Regions from separate parts of the Mus musculus genome. Here regions 2, 3 and 4 are each linked to region 1. Evidence: chromatin contacts called from public ChIA-PET and HiChIP or PLAC-seq data. All regions are on one chromosome and are shown on one strand. Each heading gives the region's core, a stretch centred on a gene start, on an enhancer-like site or on the middle of the called end of the contact. The rest is flanking DNA. Distances are from core to core; before and after follow the strand shown.

The links. ChIA-PET counts read pairs in DNA pulled down with a chosen protein or histone mark. HiChIP or PLAC-seq counts read pairs in DNA pulled down with a chosen protein or histone mark.
Region 2: an RNA polymerase II ChIA-PET map of memory CD8 T cells shows a contact between it and region 1, with 5 read pairs. The contact joins the promoter of Mterf1a here to the promoter of Fam133b in region 1. A contact is called at or near these places in 2 of 484 Hi-C or Micro-C datasets (CD4 T cells and pre-B cells) and 2 of 115 datasets of contacts at active chromatin or transcription factors (embryonic stem cells and memory CD8 T cells).
Region 3: an H3K4me3 HiChIP or PLAC-seq map of bone marrow-derived macrophages shows a contact between it and region 1, with 4 times the contacts expected there. The contact joins the enhancer-like site here to the promoter of Fam133b in region 1. A contact is called at or near these places in 2 of 39 promoter capture datasets (embryonic stem cells and macrophages), 2 of 484 Hi-C or Micro-C datasets (bone marrow-derived macrophages and muscle stem cells), 1 of 115 datasets of contacts at active chromatin or transcription factors (bone marrow-derived macrophages) and 1 of 9 other capture datasets (macrophages).
Region 4: a contact with region 1 is called in an H3K4me3 HiChIP or PLAC-seq map of bone marrow-derived macrophages, with 4 times the contacts expected there. The contact joins the promoter of Krit1 here to the promoter of Fam133b in region 1. A contact is called at or near these places in 3 of 39 promoter capture datasets (embryonic stem cells, liver and pre-B cells), 4 of 484 Hi-C or Micro-C datasets (CD4 T cells, LSK cells, embryonic stem cells and 1 more), 2 of 115 datasets of contacts at active chromatin or transcription factors (bone marrow-derived macrophages and memory CD8 T cells) and 2 of 9 other capture datasets (adipose tissue and liver).

The regions. Positions count from the first base shown.
Region 1 is chr5:3,542,071-3,545,524 of GRCm38.p6, reverse strand. It overlaps Fam133b (family with sequence similarity 133, member B), which reads right to left and starts at 1,692. Exons shown (of 11, transcript NM_001042501.1): 1 at 1,578-1,692. The coding sequence starts at 1,601.
Region 2 is chr5:3,892,092-3,895,545 of GRCm38.p6, reverse strand. Mterf1a (mitochondrial transcription termination factor 1a) reads left to right here and starts at 1,613. Exons shown (of 2, transcript NM_001013023.2): 1 at 1,613-1,671.
Region 3 is chr5:3,245,272-3,248,725 of GRCm38.p6, reverse strand. No RefSeq gene overlaps it. Among named protein-coding and RNA genes, the nearest start is that of Gm36548, 23 kb to the left of the region's middle. Within about 2 kb of position 1,540, at least 17 of the 459 cell types and tissues checked have an H3K27ac peak or open chromatin away from gene starts, as enhancers often do. A contact at or near this core is called in bone marrow-derived macrophages and muscle stem cells, where this site is marked.
Region 4 is chr5:3,801,391-3,804,844 of GRCm38.p6, reverse strand. Krit1 (KRIT1, ankyrin repeat containing) reads right to left here and starts at 1,680. Exons shown (of 17, transcript NM_030675.3): 1 at 1,362-1,680. It overlaps Ankib1 (ankyrin repeat and IBR domain containing 1), which reads left to right and starts at 1,721. Exons shown (of 20, transcript NM_001289527.1): 1 at 1,721-2,248.

The sequences.
Region 1 (3,454 bases), core at 443-2,942:
CCTCTCAATTTCTGGAGAACAACAACAAACGTCAGAACAGGTAGTATTTTCAGAGGCAGACACTCAAACTCTAGTCCTGGAAAACTATGGAGCTAGTAAAGAGAACAGTGATTGTGGTGGATTGAGGAGCAGGTGTGACTGAAGCAAAGTCTTTCAAAGTGGTGGCAATGCATCATAGTGGCTGATGTCATTAGTAACGTGTCTAAAGACACACTATGCACAGTATCATAGGATTATGTGATTCCTGAAAGATAACTGCACGTTCACCTGTATCTCTACGGTGGGGGATGTTGATGATGGAGAAGCTGTCTATGTGTGGGACCAGGATGTATAGGATAGCTGTGGTTTAAAAGTCCTGTTAAAAAGTGAGACTTTGGGGCTGGTGGTGGTGTGGGGGGCTGGGGGAGATATCAAGATCCATGAGGACTGAACCAAGTAGCAAATGATACAAGTTCTGGTCACAGTTTAAGCATCCTTACCCTGCCCTAAGTATTAGTTCTCCATTACATCTCCAACACCTCCCACCTTTTGATGTAATGTTTTCAGTCTTAGAATCTTTTAAGTGCAAACAAAATGCTACTAGAACATATTGTGCGATGACAACAGAACAGAACAGTACAGAGCTGTCAACACCCTCCAGTAAACGAGACTAATTTCATAGGTTTTGAAAATGCCTTAAGGAATGTGTAAATAAAAATTTCCAGTAAAATGAAAGTCTGGATTTCAGTAAGAAACTGTAATAATGTCTGTAAGCAAGCCTATAATCTTTAAAACAACGATAGCATCATTAATAACAACAAAACAAAACAGAAAAATCTCCAGGAATCAGGTGAGATGTGTCTGAGGACATTAATAGTCCAAGCACTATGTCGAACTCTGGATGCCCACACACATAGACCATTTCAACTGGTCTATTCTATTCTATTCATCTCAACTCCATTCATTCTACGGTCTCGTCCTGAAGCCAGGAGGAAAGTACATTCCTGCACAGTGCGAGCAAGGTTAGTGGCCACCGAGCTTCCACGACAGAACCACAAGAAACTAAAACGGACGTTTTTTGTTGTTGTTGTTGTTGTTTTTTGTTTTGTTGTTGTTGTTGTTTTTAAGACAGAGCGGGGAACACTGTCATTTCCCGGGCAGCTCTTTAGGTACCCACTCGCGTTCGCTTGGGCAGTTGCCTTTGTGGTCAAGCGGTGACTAAGGAGGACTCCCATTCCCACAGGTAGAAACTTGGGTTCAGAAGTCACTAACTTCCGAGGGCACTGGAGTCTAGAGTACCCCAAAGCCCTCATCCCTGTCCCCCACCCCCATCCCCGTGGTCCCGCTGCGCTGGGTCTGGGCCTCTCGGCACCGGCGGCTCCGGCTCACAGCCCTTACCGCTGCGGGGCGACAGGCCCCAGGGTCGGCCGAGCAGGACGCTGAGGACCGGCAAGGCGCACGCGCATCGCACGGCGCGGGGTCTCGGGGCCCCAAGTGCGACGCGGCCGCCAGCCCCGCCGCGACGGGCGACGGCTTCCGCTCGTTCGCCTGCCGCCCGGCCCCGCCTCACTGCTCCGTTTTCCCCGCCGAATACTCACCACGCGATTATCCCGTTTCCCCATGGTGGCCGGCTGAAGGCGCGGGAAGCCGCCGAGGGAGCAGGCCCGAGAAGAAGCCGAAGCGGCCCGCCGCGAGTCCTCTTACCACCTCTATGCCCCGCCCAGAGAGCGGCGCCCCGCCAATCCGGGGAGACCGTATGCGCCACGGCGCCCCCTGGTGGTGCGGAGGACAGCCCGGCGCTAGCGACCGCCTGCGGTTCCCAGGAGCTGCAGCAGGATTCCTGTGACCCACTTAACCATTCCTGAGCAGGACCCACTCTGTAGTCAAATCGGTAACTCAGTTCCTGGGTATCCAATGCCCTCTTCTGACCTTTGTGGGTACCAGGCACACGCACTGCACACCTGTAGGCAAACACATAAAGTAAGTCTAATGGAAAAAATTGTCATAAAACTTAAAAAAATGAGTCTGGGACCAGTCAAATATAGTTAAGACATAATCCTTATCTTTAAGGGGTGTGTTTATTAACTCATAGGGGGAGATAAACACACACAGGTTAGACTTTACTGCTTTGGTGCTATGGGATTATCTGGATTGGACTTAAACTTCAGAAGTGGTCTAGACTCTAGAGACTAATTAATACACCATATTCTCTGACTATTCACAGGCTTAGAAAAAGTGACTTATGGATTCATGTCAACATGAATGCATCAGGAATAAAATCGATCAGAATCCTTTCTGAAATTTTAGAAAATGGAAATATGGGACTTTCATTATACTGAAGAAAATCCTTTAGCCTTTCCCCAGACCTCATGGATATGAGGTGAGGGGTGGGTGGGTAGACATCATGAGTTTGAGGCTATTTTGAGCAACAAAGTAAGTCCAAGTCTGATCTGGGTAACTTAGACATTGTGTAAAGTAAAATTCAAAGGGAAAAAGGCTGGTATATGCTGCAGGATATGTGATCACACTGTGAAACCTGAGATTGTATTATTTACTAAAAAACAGTTGTTTCTAGTTGTGGTATGACTCAGCACTTAGAACACAGTTTTAATCCCAAACAGTGAAGGTAAAGTTAGTTTGTAGAAGGAAGCACCCATATTTGAAAGTTATGTGTAATTGAGTGGCAGACAAAGTGATGAATCAGAGAACAACCTGACAAAATAGACTATATAGAATATGCCCAACTGTCAGGAGAGAGGCAGTGAAGCCACTTAGGAGAGCAGTGCAGAGAGAAAGCGAGGAGAGAGGCAGTTTTACTGAGATGGGTTGAAAAGAGAACAAGCTAGACACGGGTGAAGACAGAATGAGTCAGAGAGTGAGAAGGAGCCAGAAGATTAGAACAGGTTGCCAGAGTTAACTCGGGGCCAATCAGAGCAATTCAGTCAGAAAGTGAGAGAAGCCAGTTAGAACCAGTCAGCTTGGAGAGGAATTTGAGCCAGAACAGCTGAATTGAACCAGCCAGTCAGAGTTCAGAAAGAACAAGAGAGGGTGAATATTTTCAGCAGTAACTTATCAGAGCCTGTAAAACATTCTAGGCCTATATTAGATTGCACAGAGGCTTCCAGGACCAGGCCTAGGTTAGCAGACTGAGGCAGTAAGCCTCAGAGATGACATTTAATTTAGGGAAATAAAAGTTTACGAGTAACACCAGTGACAGTGATACAGCATTTACCTAGCATGTGCGAGGCCCTGCATGGAATCCAGTACCTCAAAGAAAATCTTCTTCTCGCTGACAGAGACTCTCTCCTTTCTCACCCTCTATTGTTGCAACAGATATTCCAATCTCCACTTTCTTTCTTAAAACGGTCCTGTATTAGTTTGGATGTAATTGGTCTCCATAGGCCCATAGGGAGTGGTGCTATTAGAAGGTGTGGCCTCGCTGGAGTGGGTGTGGTCTTGTTGGAGAAAGTGTCTC
Region 2 (3,454 bases), core at 364-2,863, 350 kb before region 1:
TCCACATCTCTTCTCTCTCCTGAGAATTGATCATATCCTTATTCTGTCAAATGTTTCTCTGATTCATCATGTTATCTGCCATTCAATAGATATCACATTCAAACATGAGTGCTTCCTTCTACAAACTAACTTTACTTTCATTCTTTGGGATTAATGGTCTATAATAAGGGCATGTTTGTATTCCAGCTAGAGGGATTAACAGTATGTGCTAAGGGCATGCCTGTATTCTGGCTAGAGTAGACATGTTGTTAAATTAAAATCCTTCTACACACCTTGAGTGTAATTACAGGAAGATGTAAGATTTGTATAATTGAAAAAGAGGTAGCAAGAACATTTGTTTATTGAATCCTGGTGCCAATTGATGGTGGTATTTTATGTGTGGGTTCTCTTAGAGGAATGGAGGGCTAATTTCTTCTCACTCTAATTAGGTTTGTTGAGACTTAGACATTAGTGGTAAAGTAAGGGTCTGTGAACTTCTCAAGGAAAATCTAGTGAGGCAGACAGAAAGGGCACAATAATCAATATTACTAATTATATCATTATTATTAGTCTTTGGTTGTAAGAGGCCAGGGGCAATTCTGAAGATAGCATAGACATGGCATTTGAACTACACATTGAGTCTAATTCCCAAGGATTTTAAGTCTAATTTTAGGGAGGGGTTCATCTTGACTTCCCTACTCTCCTCCTTCCAAGTGAAGTCATTTAAAGTCTCAAGCATCATTACATGTCACCATCCTTTCAAAAAACAAATGGTGTTTGCATAGCAACACAACTTTCATACAAAGTTGTCTTGAAAGAAAGAAAGAAAGAAAGACCCTTAAGGAAGATGAGAACCCCAAATCAGCCTCTTGAGAAACATCATCTACCACACTGCTCTTAGTTCTCTTTACCTCTTCTTTGCCCCTCATCTTTCTCTCCCTGCCCTTGGTCTTCCCAACCTCTCCAATATCTCAGCTGCACCTTTTCCTCATTGATATCACTTTCAAGAGGACTAAAGCCATCTCCTGGTGTTCATAAATGAAAATCCATGGGGCAGGCTGAGGAGAGAATATTCAGGCAGAAGCGAGACCATGGGAGTTACGGTCCAGAAGGCAGAGGTTGTCTTGCTTTCCGCAATACTGGTGAAGGTAAGCCACACGTGCACCATAAATAGCTACTGAGTAATCCCAGGCAAGGAATAAGCTGTGATCAGTAGTTTCACTTTCTGGGTAAACTGATTATTAATAATTTAAATTCCCAAATAGAAATCTTTATTCTTACAAACACCAAACCAAACAGAAAAATGCAAAAGAATTTGGGGGAAATAAAAACCAACCAACCTACCAAACAAACAAACAAAAACCCCCAAGGTCTATAAAGCAACCTAAAAGAAAGAGATCAAACTGAACCTGTTCTTTGGTACAGGCAGAATCTCAGCCCCAGCCAGAGGGAAGCCTTGGCGCCGCCCTGTGGTCTCGAACCAGCCCAGAGCCCAGAGTCCCCGCAGCCACAGTCTCAGCCGCCCCCTGCTGGGCTCCCGCGGTCAGGCGGCCGAGGATTTAGGCACAGCGCGCCGGGCTAGTGACGTCACCTCTGCGCCAGGCCGAGGCCGGAAGTCAGCCGTTACTTCCGCACTCCGCTCCCTCCCGGGCGTCCAGAGGCGGAAGTGAAAGGTGTCTACCGGGAGCGTTGGTAGGAGCGCGGATGCAGTGTGCGGGCTGGGGCTGGGGAGCTGCTGGAGCCTTTGCGAGCGGCTTGCGAGTCTCTGCTAGACAGGGCGATGAATGGCTAAAGGCCATTGCAGAACTGCCCGAGGGAAGGCGAGCCTTCGATGTGGGATTACGGCGGTTCTGAGTTTAGACTCATCAAGCCCTCCACACTTCGTACAGCAAAGAGCTCGGCATTGGCTCGGAATTTGTAACTTTAGGGACAGTGCCCACCCTTAGGTTGTTGTATATATAGGGCATTACGAAATAATGTATGTGTAACGTGGGGTTCTGGTATTAAAGTGCGTTTGCGATTCCGCTACCTTCCCCCCATGCGTTGCCGTTTTCTTTTTATTATGACTGAGAAATGTTTAGTTTGCGAGAGGTTGTGCATCTCACAAAAATGATTTGAAGGTGTCTAGCCTGGATCTCTTTATTCTCTACTACATTGGTTGTATTTTTGCCTTTTTCTTTTTCGGATTGGCGGTGTGGTGGTAGAAACATCTGGCCCTTACCTTTTCTGGAAATATCCAAAGTCTCTCATCTTAACGACAAATCCGATGCTGAAGTGTAGTTCTAAAACAAACAAACAAACAAACAAACAAACCAACAAACACTCTCCACTTAAATGCTGCTTCAAAAAATTAGCTGATTGTGGTACCCCAATGCGAATGATTATCAGTTTTCTTTAAAAGCCTGTGAGCTTTCCAACTGTGGGACAGAATAGGACGTATATCTTCCTCCTTGGACCTCACTCATTACAATCATGGAGATTTTTGTGATATTTGCTAAATTTAACATTCCTTTTAGAATGTTGTTTATTTTTAGAGTAAGACTGGAGTCAATTCAATATCTACCTTTGTTTTTTAAATTGCATTATGCTGTATAGTTTCCCGGCTGAACAATCTGTTTTTAAATGAAGAGTGTGTTTATACAAGGCCTTGCAATACAACTAGGATTCAAGAAAATGACCCTTTCTGAAAGAAAAGGCAGTTTAACAATATGTGAGACTTTAAAAAGGTGTGTGTGAGTACAGGCACGTGCACTTGCTGGTGAGTCTGATATAAATGTAGTTAGTACTGGTAGGAGGAAGGGGTGACCAAGAAGGTGATGGGAATATGAGAATAATGAAGACAAACAATAGGACATGCTTCTAATGGAGAATTTAGGTTTATATAAAAGTTATATATGTATATGCATGTGTATGTGACAGGAAAGCAAGGTCAGCTTTGATATGTTTAATGAACCCTTCAGCTAGTGTTCTTGGCAAACTCTTGTCCCAGGTTTAAAACCTAACAACTTTGAACTAGAAAATTAATTCCTCCTTCTTCTTTCTGGGGTTGGGGAATTGAACTCAAGTCCTCATGCGTGCTATGGACGTATGCTGTACCACTGACCTACCTCTGATTTACACCACATTCCCTCAACTATATCATTTTGAAGATGGAAAAGAGTGTAGAATTATTGCATTGTAACCAAGCAAACAATTTGGTAAACTGAGGTAGAGATTGATGTTGATAGGTGTTGTCCAGAGATTTGTGTAAGCATATACATATATATGCTTATATATAATATATAATGTTTATATATAACATATGTTATATAATAGGTAATGTATAAGTTATAGTATGTAATAAACATATAATTTATAACATATAGTTATATATATGTATATATATATATATACATGTGTAATCAATGTGATCCACTTAAAGGATATTATAAATTCAAAAAAGACATTAAAGATGGAAAGTAGACAATCTGAAGTG
Region 3 (3,454 bases), core at 291-2,790, 300 kb after region 1:
ATTTGAGAAAGCTACATGTTAGGGTTCAATCCATTGCAGGGACACCATACCAGGCCACCCCATGAAGCTCTGAGGATAAAGCCTACATTTGAATAGAGACCTTGGGATGGTTGAGATGTCAGAACTGTGGCATGTCTAACACGGAAAGCTGTAGGCACAGTGGTGCCAATCAGAGAGAGAAGCTAAATGTGCTGCAGGCCGCAGAGCTGGGGAGGCAGGGCTGTAGATGAGGTCTCCAGAGGCTCCAGATACTGGACATGTTGGTGCAGGGGTTGATGGTTTCTCTGCCTGGGTTCAGATCTGATCTTGGTTGGGGCTTTCCTTGTTGCCCTGAATGTGGGTAGCACCATTCCATGAGCTAACAGAATGAAAGGAAAACAACATTACAGAAAGCTAAAGACCCCATCCCTCCCTCTGCATCCATAGTTACTAGCTCCTCCCACTACACATCTTTCTTGCCATAATAAAGTCTACTCCTTGAACTACGAGTCTTGAATTGATTCCACTAGGAATTTGTTATAACAATAAGTAACTAGTGCAAATATTCTCTTCTCTATTATAACGCAGCAAGGAATTTCTCACCAGATGCTAAACAGATGCTGGCCCTGAGTTCTCAGATGCCCACCCCGAAACAAACCTCTACTAAACAATAGAGTTACCTGGTCTAAAGTATTTTAGTATAGTGACAGAACACAGAAGAAGACAAATCTTAAGTGAATGATATCACGTTAAATGGGGAAAAAAGCAGAAAATACATATGCAATACAATATGATCCTAATTGTGGCAACTTTCTCTTTTCCATTTCATGGTTGAAAGGAAATAATAAAAAATATTAACATTTGGTTGTGTCTGTTTGACAGAATGACACATGATTTTCATTTATTTCTTAGGCTTTTGGAGCTTCTCTAAAATTAAGCAACCATTACTTCCAAAATCACACACACACACACACACACACACTAAATGTTCTTTTAATAAACCCACTCAAGGGAATTTAATGACAAAAATATTTTTAGAAAATATATCAATCTAATTAAGGCACAAAACCTCTTTCTCCGTGGTTTGTGCTCAGTAACATGGCTCACAGTAATTTTCAAGGTTTTGAGTGTGGAATGATGGGAGTGGCTGGGGAGAGAGACCATCCCTCCACTCTTAGCCTGCCACCATGTGACACATAGCCCAGAAATGCCTACTTATAATAACTCATTTGGGGCCTCAGGAGTTCTGGTATCACTTCCCTTTTGGCAGTCTTGATATAATAAGACCAAAAGCAAGTACAGTAAATTTCCTGGGACTCCTTGCCAAATTCTGCCAGGAGATGTTCATCGAAGATTTTTTTCTGATTAGAAAAGGATTTCCTGTGACATGTAGATAATTCCCCAGGCTTCTGTCTGATCAGGGCTGAGCCGTATGCATGCTTTCTTCTTAAAAGAAAAAAAAAAGTAAAAAGAAGAAAAAAAAAGAGAGAAGGAAAACTATGTAAGGTAGGCCAGTGGAGTTACACAAATGACTCTGCTGCTTGTCAGTGTGGGACTTTAAGTGAGCAGTGCACTCACACATACATGTGCTCCTGAAGCTATGCCTTCCAACCGTCCTCAAGATGCTGAGGAACATTTGTCCTGAGTCTTGTGTCATGACTTTATTCCTGTGTGAAGACAGACAGTGACTAGTTGTCAACTGAAGGGAAGTATAATTGGCAAGAGAGTGTGTAACTAGAGCTTTGCCAGGGGTTTGAGCCTTAATTTTATAGCCTGTTCTAGTAACATTCAAAATAAAATAGATTGTAAACTTTTCTTTGAAAATCATTGGTTGGCTTATAATATTTTAACTCTCTCTCGTTCTCTCTCTCTCTCTGTGTGTGTGTGTGTGTGTGTGTGTGTGTGTGTGTGCATGAATGCATGTGTGCATGCACATGTGTGTGGAGGCCAGAGGTTATCATTGGGTATTTTTCTCAGTAGATTTTCATATTAGTTTTTTGAAACAGGGCCTCAGAACTTACTGCTACGGCTACATTAATGGACCATTGAGCCCAAGGGTCTTCCAGTATCTGCCTCTGCCTCTCCAGAGCTGGGATTACAGACCCAAACTATCATATTGGTTTGTGTCCATGAGTACTAGAGAGCTGAACTGAAGTCTTCATGCTTGCTCACCAAGCTCTTCACTAACTTAATATCTCTGCAGACCCAGTTTTTAACTCTTAAATTCCCTTCCTGTAAATTATTTATTGGCTTATAAGGAAATCTTTACAACATGTTTTTCATAGCTCCTCAGCCTTCTAGACCCTTTCTTCAGTCCCTTTTGGCCCCTCAGCGGGAGCATCAGGATACAGAGTTTATTATCACTAGGCAGGAGAAATGGAACTCCAGCCCCCGTTGCTTAGCTATAGTCAGGGCTGGTGTGTAGGCTATGGAATAAAAGAGTCCTCTATCTGGAAACTTGCAAGCACCACAGGTGAGAATTCCAGGAAATTTCTGCCTTATAAACAATTTCTTATGTGCAGATTAATTTTTAGAATGCAATGATGGTAGAACTCAAAGCATTTAAGGCTAAAAAAAGTTTCACTGAGCTCACTTGGGCATTGAAAGTTTTTGAAATGTGTCACATGTATACACACACACATATACACACATATATATATTTATATTGTATAATTAGGTCTGGCATTGTGGCACACACATTTAGTCCCAGCAACCAGGCATCAGAAGTAAGTGGATCTCTGAATTAAAGGTCATCCTTATCCATGAGAGATGTAGGCCAATCAGGGCTGTAAATTTAACTTTTATTTACCTAATGTAATTCTTGTCTTGCTGCTGAATAAGCCCACCCTTTCTAGTTCTTTCTGAACTCTGGCCGGCTGGTTCAACTCAGCTGTTATGGCCCAGACTTCTCTCCAAGATGACTTTGTCAAACTGGCTTCTCTGGGCTTCTCACTGAATTGGTCTGCTTGGAAAAACTGTCTCTGAATTCCACAAACTGTACTGCACTAACTGCATTAAAGTGAACTGCACCAAACTGCACTGCATTGAACTCAATTGAAATGCACCCCCTGAACTGCCCTCCCCTCCTGACACACCCTGTGCTGCTCTTAAGTAGCCTCTCCTTTCTGCCTGTTCTCATGAGGGTTGGGAGTATCCTATCTCTGGTTCATTTTGTTAAATCTTTCTCTGATTTGTCACATTGTCTGCTCCTCCTCAATTAGACATCATTATTTAGGATTAAAAGTATGTACTAAGGGCATGTATGTATTCCAGCCAGAGGGACTAAAGATGTGTGGCATATCTGTATTCCAGCTGGATCACATAGACCTAGAAAGTCTTTGGATGTGATCTTTTGCCAGAGCAGCTATGTTGCTGAATGAAAACTCCTCTACACAGGGCTATATAATGAAACCTTATTTCAAAATAAAAATATTATTAGAATGCATGTACATGCATACAACTATATAATTTTAAG
Region 4 (3,454 bases), core at 431-2,930, 260 kb before region 1:
ATAAGAACATTCTAAAAATCCACTACATGCAAAAGAGCTGCCTATAGAAAAAAAAAGGCTTTTCTTAAAACTTCCTGTTTAGCAACTGCTTTTCATCTCAGATTAACACCGACTAAAACATAATAAACTATAAACAAGATATATACATATGTATGAAAGCCTTAAAAACTGCAAACCTCTTAAAAAGACACTGTATTATAGACACTGTACAAAGAACATGGCAACTATAGAAAATGATGCTTTCTATAAAGTACCTAAAGGAGAAACTAAGTAGTTAACTTTCTGCACAGAATTTAAAGTAAACCAATTCTTATCTCAATCAATTCATAAGAAAACGTCTATTAGCAAAGTGTTTCATTTGTGAATACTCATTATATATTTTAAATACTCATATTTTAAATATATAAAACAAACTTACTGCTAGCAACATATTCGCAAAAATTCTTTTTTTTTTTATTTTAAGTTTATTTTTAAAAAAGTATTTGTACTGGAGCACTTAAAATAGTCTTCCAATGACATAAAAGGAAACAAAGGTTGAAGCCAGGAAAACAACAAAAGCTACCAGCGATGAAGGTGAAGCTGGTGCAACTGAAACCGACAGGAAGAGAGAACTAGTCAAAAGAATAAAAATAAATAAAGCCATTGCTAATATGCTATATGGCTCACTGCACTGGAGAAATGCTCAGGCATGAATGATATGCTGCCTAAAAAATGAGGACTTATGTAAGTGGAGATGGTTCATAACTTGGAGGGCTGTCTGCGATTTTTTTAAAAAATATGCAGGGATATTGTTGATTTTCATTATGATTGACAAAGGAGAGGCATACAATTTTCACTTAGTGCCCACAGCAGGGGTAATTACTCCTTTGTGGGTCAGTGAGTTTGTTTACAATAAAGACACGCTAAGTTCCCTGAGAGAGCAGGACAGGAATGGAGCTGAAATCTTGAGGTCGGCCAACCACATCAAGGCTTCTGGTGAAGTTACAAAGACCGAGGGGAGGAGAGAGCAGAGAGTGCAAGCCAAAAGGAGACATAAAGGAAGAACTCGGATAGATGGGAGAAGACAGCTACAATCGATAAGCTGTCACTGTCCTGGCAATGACAACACTGCCTGGGAAGTCTTTCCCTTGGCACCACCCACCAGTGCTCCCCTACCGGGAAAAATGCAAAGCTGCTTTTGCTCCAAAAGTTCCCACCCAAGAGACGCCGGTGACTTTTCGGTACCGGCGTGTAAGAAACAACACGCCTTGATGCAGAGCCTCGTGGGCGAGCTTCGGTGCTCCTGCCGTTGGCTCCAGCCGGCGTCTGGCTCTTCTTGCCTTGCTTTCCTTGTTTCCGCCAAGGAAACGGGAAAGACTCACCCGGGCGGGCGGCGGATCCTCTCCCGAGCCGCTACATCCAAGTCAGTGGGTGGGGCGGCAGTCGAAGGATGGCGGAGCCAGCCCGTCACCGTTTTCTCATTCCTTCTGCCTATCTAGGAGGCCCACCCCAACTTCCTGTGGCAGGAAGCCCCTGGATTGTCACCAAAAGCCGCCCCGCGAGTTCGGGTCTCAGGGCACCTGTTCCCCACCGTCCTTCCTCTCCCTCGGCTCCAGGAACCCTTCAGCCTCTCCACCAGCTTCGGGCTCCCAAAGGCCTCAGCTCGCCATCCCACCGCTACCGGCGCCGGGCAATAACTTCCGGGGTTACGCCCCCAAGGCCGCTTCAGGTTTGCGGCTGAAAAAGCTTCCGGGTCGGCCCGCGGGGAGCCGCCGTTCGTGCCGGTCCGTGCCACTTCGCGCGGCGGCCGCAGCTGTCTGGGAGCGGGCGACCGTGAGCTCGCGGGGTTTGGCGGCAGCCGAGCCCGACGCTAGCTATAGCAAGGACGGGGGTCGGGGAAGGGAGGTCGGCCTCCGCGGCTGCGTGCGCACGCGGCACGACCATGCGCTGGACTTGAGCGAGCGGCGGAGGCAGGCGCCACCGCCCCCCTCCTCCATAGCCTGAGAGCGGCGGCGCGCAGCGGGAGAAGATGGGGGGCGCCCGCCCAGTGTGAGCTCGCCGGGCGCGTCGGGCTCGCGCAGCGCTTCCCGCGGGCCTCCAGCGCGCATCCTCCGGCTCCCGCAGCCGCCGCCGCCGGCGGGTGGGTGGGGCGCCGAGTGGACCCGAGAGGTCACCCGCTCGGCGCGAGAGCCAGGTGGCCGCGACAGAGGAAGACCTGCAGATCTGGGGGGAATCGACGCGAGCCCGGTCCCGGCCGGGAGAAGTAACCGTAAGTTTCTGCTTCGCGGCTCGGCTCTGGCCGAGGCAGTCTCGAGCCTGCCTAGTTCACGCCCTTCCGCGTCTCTTGCGAGGGTTGCCCTGTCACCCCTTCTCTCCCCGTCCCCGAAGGAGCACAGCATCCTGTCTGCCCTACGGGGTTTCTCGCGCTCGCGAATTTGCAAGCCTCCCGGTTTCCGCGGCGCGTCCCATCCTCCACACACGTCTACATAGCCTTGTCCCTCTGTCCTCAAAAGATTCGTGCCCTCCTTCATTTTCTGTAGAACCCCGGACCTCACAGTCTCCGCAACCCTTGTTGGGACCTGGAAAGCCTTGGATTCCACTAACTCCGTGGACCTGAAATAGTGAGGAGCGACTAGGTTAAAAGTGCTCTGTAGGACTGTCATGGGTGGGGATAGGTGCAGATGGCACCACTGAACCTTTATTTGTGTTGCTTTTGCCACCCAAACAAAAGAATGAACGCTCCTCTGTACCCTCATTCCTCTACGTATGTGTGAACTGTTCGTACATTGATGTTTGAGTCGGAGGTAATTGAAGCTACAGCTGTAATGAAGCAGGTCTTGAAGAGTTTTTATTCTCACAAGCGTCATTCTTATGGAACGGCATGTTGAAAAATCTTTGGATTGAAAGACCCATTCAGGTTTACTAGTAAATGTGAAGACCAAATGTGAAAACATCTGGAGTTTTAGATAGTGTACTTTGGATGCTGTTAATTTCTTACTGTTTTGATTACTGTTTGACTAGGCTGTTTCTCGTTAAATTTTAGTTTGCATTTTTAGGTTGCTTTTGCAGAACTTTCCAGAAATTAGATTAAAATATAATTTTAATACTGTCAGTGATTAGACAGCTGTCAATGCATTAACTACTTTTTAAGGTACTATTAGAAAGCAAATGATAATTCTAAAAATAATGTTACTCTGTACGGTGTAGGTTCTGTTAATATTCTGTAAACTAAGGTAGTATGGTAACATTGGTGATTTTTTTTTCTTGGAAATTATTTCTTTAGGAACAATAAATATGTTTAGTCACCCCAGCAAGCCGTTTAGCAGTTTATCTTGGGCTGTAACTTTACACTTCACAGTTTAGTTTGAAGCAGACGCAGAAGATGTAGCTCCCACAGTCTGTCTGGAAATGGACTTTCCTTGGCACAGAAGCCCAGCACTGTGCAGACTTGAGGGCATTGTTGAAGGTGTAAAAT